Linked DNA regions of Mus musculus: region 2 is linked to region 1. The links are chromatin contacts, called in public HiChIP or PLAC-seq maps. All regions are on one chromosome and are shown on one strand. Each heading gives the region's core, a stretch centred on a gene start, on an enhancer-like site or on the middle of the called end of the contact. The rest is flanking DNA. Distances are from core to core; before and after follow the strand shown.

Evidence for each region. HiChIP or PLAC-seq counts read pairs in DNA pulled down with a chosen protein or histone mark.
Region 2: a contact with region 1 is called in an H3K27ac HiChIP or PLAC-seq map of large pre-B cells, with 5 times the contacts expected there. The contact joins two enhancer-like sites. A contact is called at or near these places in 6 of 484 Hi-C or Micro-C datasets (B cells, cerebral cortex, embryonic stem cells and 3 more), 1 of 115 datasets of contacts at active chromatin or transcription factors (large pre-B cells) and 1 of 9 other capture datasets (embryonic stem cells).

Annotation. Positions count from the first base shown.
Region 1 is chr11:82,251,310-82,254,701 of GRCm38.p6, forward strand. No RefSeq gene overlaps it. Among named protein-coding and RNA genes, the nearest start is that of Ccl1, 73 kb to the left of the region's middle. Within about 2 kb of position 1,277, at least 11 of the 459 cell types and tissues checked have an H3K27ac peak or open chromatin away from gene starts, as enhancers often do.
Region 2 is chr11:82,677,295-82,680,688 of GRCm38.p6, forward strand. No RefSeq gene overlaps it. Among named protein-coding and RNA genes, the nearest start is that of Gm11426, 46 kb to the left of the region's middle. Within about 2 kb of position 1,442, at least 10 of the 459 cell types and tissues checked have an H3K27ac peak or open chromatin away from gene starts, as enhancers often do.

The DNA of each region.
Region 1 (3,392 bases), core at 27-2,526:
CAGTGACCAAGTATAGGCTGCAGGGACTCTTGCGGAATCCTCCTGGAATTTGAGCAAATCACCACTTACATACACCCCATTGTCTCTCCGTGTAATGGGGTCCACCCTAGCAACTGCCTGACAGCTGTGCCCCAGGCACACTACAGTGTCAGATGAATAGCCCCTTCCCTTTGTTTCCTGTGCAGCACACAGTAGGTGTTCTGTGAGCATTGCCCAGACACCCTCCTCCCTCTGAAGACAAAGGAGGGACGGGGTGGTCCAGCAGTGTAATATCAAACCTGCTAGAGCCGCTCTTACAGAATGTTCCCTAGGATCTCACCCATGTGTATGTGTGCTTGCTGTTCTGGCCCCCTCTCTCTCTCCCTCTCCCCCTCCCCCTCTCTCCCCTCTGTCCCCCACACTTCCTCCTTACCCTTTCTCCTAACTCACTCCCACCAGCCTCTCCAGGCCCCACATCTAGGCTGTAGATTCATCATCTGCCTCCTCTACAGCAAGCTTAGTTAGATATAGCCAGTGGTCACACTTGGCAAGTCAACACTAGCTATACTCTTGGAGCCCCAGACACTGGAGAAGGACCATCTGTGACCATCTGGCTCCTGACCTAAAGCTGGTGCTCCAGTAACAATGACTTAGCATTTCTAGTCCCACCTCAGATCTCAGCCACTGATGTTCTCAAGGCTCCCCAAACCCACCTTGCCTCTTTGTTTAGGCTTAAACAAGACCCATCACCCTTCCCTGTGCAGCTAACATGCTTTCTACTAGAGGCCCCTAGAATGTCCTCTCCCTCTCCCTCACATGCTGATGACAGTTCCTGGGTTTGTGGTTCGAGGGGGACACGGGGTGAATGGATTGTCCTTTGAGATAGGAGGTCTATCAGAAGAGTTACTGACACCACAGGTGGACAGATGGACAACAGAATGGCAGGGGCTTTGGAGGAGAGACCTCTGGCCCCTGAGCCAGAGTTAACTAGGTAGGTCTCTTCTTAAGGGTCCCAGAGGAAGAAGGAAGTTTCATGCTCTGTGAATAGTTCACAGCATGTGCCCTGCCTGTAATCTGAGGGAAGGAACATAAAACTCCAAAGAGGTGGGGGAAGTGGGGAAGTGCACACATCTAGCTGAATGGTGCCCTTTTTACAGTAACCCTTTCATGGCCCAGATTCTGATGTCCTTAGAGAAATGAGACTATTACTTGCCATTCTCCTGGGATCTGTGCACCTGGGGAGTATGTTGAAGGGTCACATATTCACTGAGAGGCTCTCATCAAGGGCTTGTCATTTTCTTCACAGCAGCTGTGAGAAGGAGGCTGTTGCCGGTAGGTGTGGCCTGATCAGCCCCTAGCTTGCATCTAACAGGTGCAGCTTCCAGACTCTTTATGCCAGCACTCATCTAAGTCTACTTAGCCAAAGGTATCTGCCTGGATGGGCGTTTGTCTAAGTCAGCATCCAGGTTTGTATATTAGCTATGACATAGGCACCAATAGTGTCTCGCCCAGGAACAGAGTAGGTATGATGTGGGGGTTCTTCAGGATGCTCAGGGGATTCGGGTGTGAAGCATAAATGATGCGGTGATGCTGAGATGCCGGGCACAGGGTGAGAGGTACACTTCAGCCTGCATGTGCACAGTGGGGCCTCTAGTGCGCAGGCCTTCCTGTACAAAGTCCAAGGTGCAATCGTTCCATACATCAACATCCCTGAGCCTCCCAGTGATTGAACAAGCCTAAGCTCTGCTCCCAGGCTCCAGTCCCAATGGGTGCATGAAACCCCTCTTAAAAACCAATTTAAAAACTCTGAGTCATGAGAGTGTGCTCTTCCCCTTCCAGAGCATCATTCACCACCATCATCTTACAGTCTCCTGGAAACCTTGTCCTCTTCTTCAGGAAGGGGGCTTGGGAGTACAGCCCATTTGAGGCTGACTTGTGAATCAAATCCCATCTTGAGATCCTAACTCCTAACCTTCAAGGTAGGGTATGGAAGGTTCCTGGGCACGTAGGATCCGCTGGGATAAGAGCTCCATCAAACCTCAGGCTCTCCTTCTCCCAGTGCTTCCTTCTCTGTCAGACAAGAGCCAGAATGATCCCACCAACTCAGTACTGAGGATGCCGACAGATAGATTTCCTCCAGCTGAGCTCAAGCTCGGCTTCCTTCAGGGATTTCTCTCTGAAGGTCCACTCCTACCCCACATCCAGGCCCTGGAATGTCCCCAAGCCACACAGTGCCTGTTTGCAGGTCTGTCTTCTGTCTCCACAGCAGCCTCTGAGCCTTTTTACAACAAGGACAGGGTCTCATTCATCTCGGGGCTGCTGCTTGGCACAGTGCCCAGCACATCTTAGCAATTTCAGAAGCTCTCCTGGACGTCTGAATGAATGAATGCATGAATGACTAGCCTAGGACACGAACCAAGTCTGTACACAGTTATTTTGAAACTGGTAATATATGGGAGAAAGACTTGGTGAATGCTGGGGTAGGGGTGGGGAACTGGCCTCAGGCCTTATCCCTTCTACCTGGCTAGTCCTTGGGTTAATTTCCAACAGGTGGAGTGGCTGTGCAGAGCAGAAAAAGTGAGCCTTGGCCTGTGATGGGTCCTATAGCAATCAGCCCTGCCCAGGCCCTCATTCCTATCTGTGCCCATAGAGGAGGCCACCTTGTCTGTGAAAGCCAATATGTTTTGCTACTGTCCCTGCTGGGAGAAGAGAGATCCTGACCTCTACTTGCCTGCCTGTATACTGCTCCTTTGCTGAAGCCCCTAGGGGATCCTCCTGCAGTACCTTGGAAATGATTCCGCGGAGAGTTGCCATCCCTGACTTTTTCTGCAAACTGTAAAAGCTTGAGCCGGTCCTTGCTCTCCATACCCCTTGTTCATCTGCTCTGTGGCCAGTAGCCAAGTATGCATACTAATATTAACAGTCCTAATGGGCCCTAGCTTGGTCGTCTCGCTTACAAAGCACTTTTAGACCCATCATCAGAGCTGATCTCAAACCAGTGTGGAGGGCATAGCAGGGCTGTAGCTAGTGCATCACCATCTTAGTATGGGGAGAAACTAAGGATCTGGGAGAGGAAAGGATCGGTCAGCTCCAGGTAGCATAGATGTGAGCCTGAGGAGAGCATGGGCCAGAGGCCGGGTGTCCTGACAGACCATCCAGCACTCACACCCTGCCTTGTTCCCACCCTCTCCTGTGCCCTTGGTGTTCTGGCCAGTAGCATCACCTCTCAGGTGATCTATTCTCTGTCAGTAGAAGAGAGTGTAACAAGGAGAAGCAGGCTTCTGCTATCTACGACAAGAGCTGAAAGGACCTGCCAAGACATTTTCTGCGTGACTTTGGGCTAGACATCTTCCTCTGTGAGCCTCAAAGTCCACAATGGCAGTCGAGAGCCTGCCCTCTGTGCAGCAGGCTGC
Region 2 (3,394 bases), core at 192-2,691, 430 kb after region 1:
TTTTGTTTGTTTGTTTGTTTGTTTTTGTTTTTGTTTTTGTTTTTGTTTTTTTGTTTTTTGAGACAGGGTTTCTCTGTGTAGCCCTGGCTGTCCTGGAACTCACTCTGTAGACCAGGCTGGCCTCGAACTCAGAAATGCGCCTGCCTCTGCCTTCCAAGTGCTGGGATTAAAGGCATGCGCCACCACCGCCCAGCCAGTCACTTCTTTGGTATCACACAGTCTGGGACAAATCCCCCCTGACCCCCACCCCCTGTCCATTCTGCTTTCTTCCCCCTGAGAGGCCCCAAGGAAGCTGAGTAGAGCAGCCTGGATCAGCACGAGTCTCTCCTGCTACACCTAGAACCTCAATGAAACACACTACTGCAGCCAGCCTGGCCAGAAGGATACAGGCCCCCAATGAGTACAATGTAGAGTCCCAGTCCCCACCACTACCCTATGCAGAGAGCACTTGACCAAAACTCTGTTTGCTCATCTGTAAAATGAGCTCAAACGCTTGCTTGGTAAGGCTGCTGTGTAGACTCGTGGCACAACGCGTATGGAGCTGACACCCCAAACCCCCTCATTAACCAGACATGAAGGAACACGTCTGCTGTCCCAGCACCAGAGGGGATTGTCGTGAGTTGGTAGCCAATCTGGGCACAAAAGCAAGTTCCGGAGCCAGCCAAGAATCACAGAGAGAGAGAGAGAGAGAGAGAGAGAGAGAGAGAGGGAGGGAGAGAGGGAGAGAGAGAGAGAGGCCAAGCCAGCCGATGGTAGCACACGCCTTTAATTCCAGCACTCAGGAAGCAGAGACAGCCTCACTGAGTTAGAAGCCAGCTTGGTCTACAAAGTGAGTTCCAGGACAGTCAGGGCTACACAAAGAAACCCTTCTGAAAACGAACAAAACCAAGTCAGATTGGTCAGAGGAAAATTGGGGGATTTTATTTTGTCTGTAAAACAAAACAAGGCTTGAGCAGGAGCAAGGCAATTGTCTTGGTTACGGTCACTATTGCTGTGATGAAACACCATGACCAAAGCCACTAGGGAGGAAAGGGGTTATTTCAGCCTACAGCTCCTGGTAATAGTCCATCATTGAGGGAAGCCAGGCTACAAACTCAAACACAACAGAAACCTGAACACGAGTTGACGCAGAAGCAATAGAGGGTACTGCTCCTCATGGCTTGCTCAGCCTGCTTTCTTATAGAACCCAGGCCCACCAGCCCAGGGCTGGCCCCACCCACAATGCGCTGGGCCCTCCCCCATCGATCACTAATTAAGAAAATGCTTTACAGGCTTGACATCTTAGGGCTGCATTTTCTTAATTGAGGTTCCCTCCTCTCAGATGATTTTCGTTGTGTCAAGTTGGCATAAAACTAGCTAGCACGGAAGCAGAGTGCTTGCCTAGCTTGTGTAAGCGAGCAAGGCCTGGGTTCCATCCGAACAGCATACACACAAGCACACACGCATGTGCGGGCACGCATGAGGAAAGGAAGCATGCACCACCGGTCATCAGAGTCACGCTCGGCAGCCCCTCCTATTCTCCCGTTCCCCTTCAGCCTCATCCCCATGAATGGCCCAAATCTTGATCTAATACTGCTGCATGAAAGAAGCCCCAGGCCGCTGTGAGAGCCATTAAGGCAGCATGGCCTCTGTCTACTAAGGACCCAGCACAGGGCCTCTGCTGATTAACCTACTCTTAAGCACCAGCCTCATTATCTGAGACTCCTGGTCCCTGCTGGTCCCTCTGCTTCTATTTTTTTGTTGTTGTTGTTTGTTTGTTTTCGATCAAGCAGCCATACAGCTGCACCCTAAGTCTCAAACAGCCTTTTGCTGTTGTAATCAAATAAAACTTACAACAAAGCGCATTAGCCCCACATGGGCGCTGCGTGCCGTGATTAGCCTGCTCCTCGGAGATAAGCTCGCTAGTAAGCAAAGGCTGGGAGAACATACATTTGTTTTCATCCTTTGTTGATTCTTCCAAGTCTTGAAATGGCGAAGGCTTTAGATTTAATCCGTGTCCCAGACACACGTGTGGAAGTTCACTCTCAATGAATTCCAAGGACATCCAGTGTGCTTTGCACCCCACCCCATCCCAACACACACAGGGTGAGCTGTCTGGACCTTTTGAGGATCTCTTCCTATTCCTCTGCTCCAAGGATGTGTAGAGTATCGTTCAGTCCTTTGGTCTCATAGAGGTATGGATAACGCAAACCAATATGGCCTTCTAGTCCGTGTGGCTTGCATTCTGATCCTGTGTGAAACAAATCAGTCGCTTAGGTTCTCAAAACCACAGTTCCTTTCTCTGTACCTGGGTGGGTATAAGGATAGGTGGAAGCACCCTCACTTCAGGACACATGGTACTGTCTCCAGCATCACTCACACTGGGCCCCAGCTCTGCCTCTTCCAATCTGCATCCTTTGCTTTCTCCTAGCTCAGGGCTCCTTTTCTGTCCAATCAGCATGGAATTGGTGCCTACCACATAGTGTCGAGGTAGGGACTAAAAAGGATACCCCACAGAAGATGCTGAGAAGAATGTCCGCTGTGTGCAAGAACACAAATCCATTGTGTGGCAGTTGGCATTGCGGCTTGCCCTGTTTTCCAGCCTGTAGGTTATCCTCCCACCTCCACAGGGCACGGTAGTCTCAGACCCCGGCCCCTGACAGGCAGTTTGGAGGACAGCTAAGATTGGCTTCCATTAGGGCAGGTCTGGGGCTGTAAGTGTAGAATTGGGGCAGGGAAAGGTTGGGAAAGAAACGAGAGTGGTGGGAGCCAGGGGTGAGGTAAGAGAGACTCCAAGCCTTCAGGCTGCAACTGAATGGAACTGGTATACCTGAAAATGTGGGTCTTTGCCCTTGGTGGTTCTAGGAAGAAATACCCAGCAGCCTTGACTTTGAAACGTACTCCACTCAACTGTGAATGAATAATTTACAGCCTTTGATCTTATATTGCTGAGGCGAAGGAGAGGGAGAAGACCACGAGGTCTGTGGGTACCACAAGAGAAGAACGCAGCACTTAACCCTCTCTGCCTACCTAGGCTTTCAAGCCTCCTATAGAGACCATTCTCAGGATTCATGCATTAGAAGTCCCGTGGTTTCTGCCCCATTGTGGGTCTTAGGCTCCTATACATCAAGGCCACCAGAATATGTTGGGGGTTAACACATCACTAAGACCAGAGGAGAAGACAAAAAAAAAAAAAAAAAAAAAAAAAAAGGTTGTAAGCACAAGACAGGTATTGAACTGTTCTCATCATTGCCAAAGTCTCAGTCAGGTTGCCCCCACTTAGCTCCAGACCTTGTGTCAAGTCTCTCATGCAGAAAATATCAACAAGTCCTTTCTTCACTAGCGTGGGTGTGAGGGACAGTAACAGTTCCACTTGGATAGTACCAGCCTATCTGCCAACTGAGAGCTTTATAAA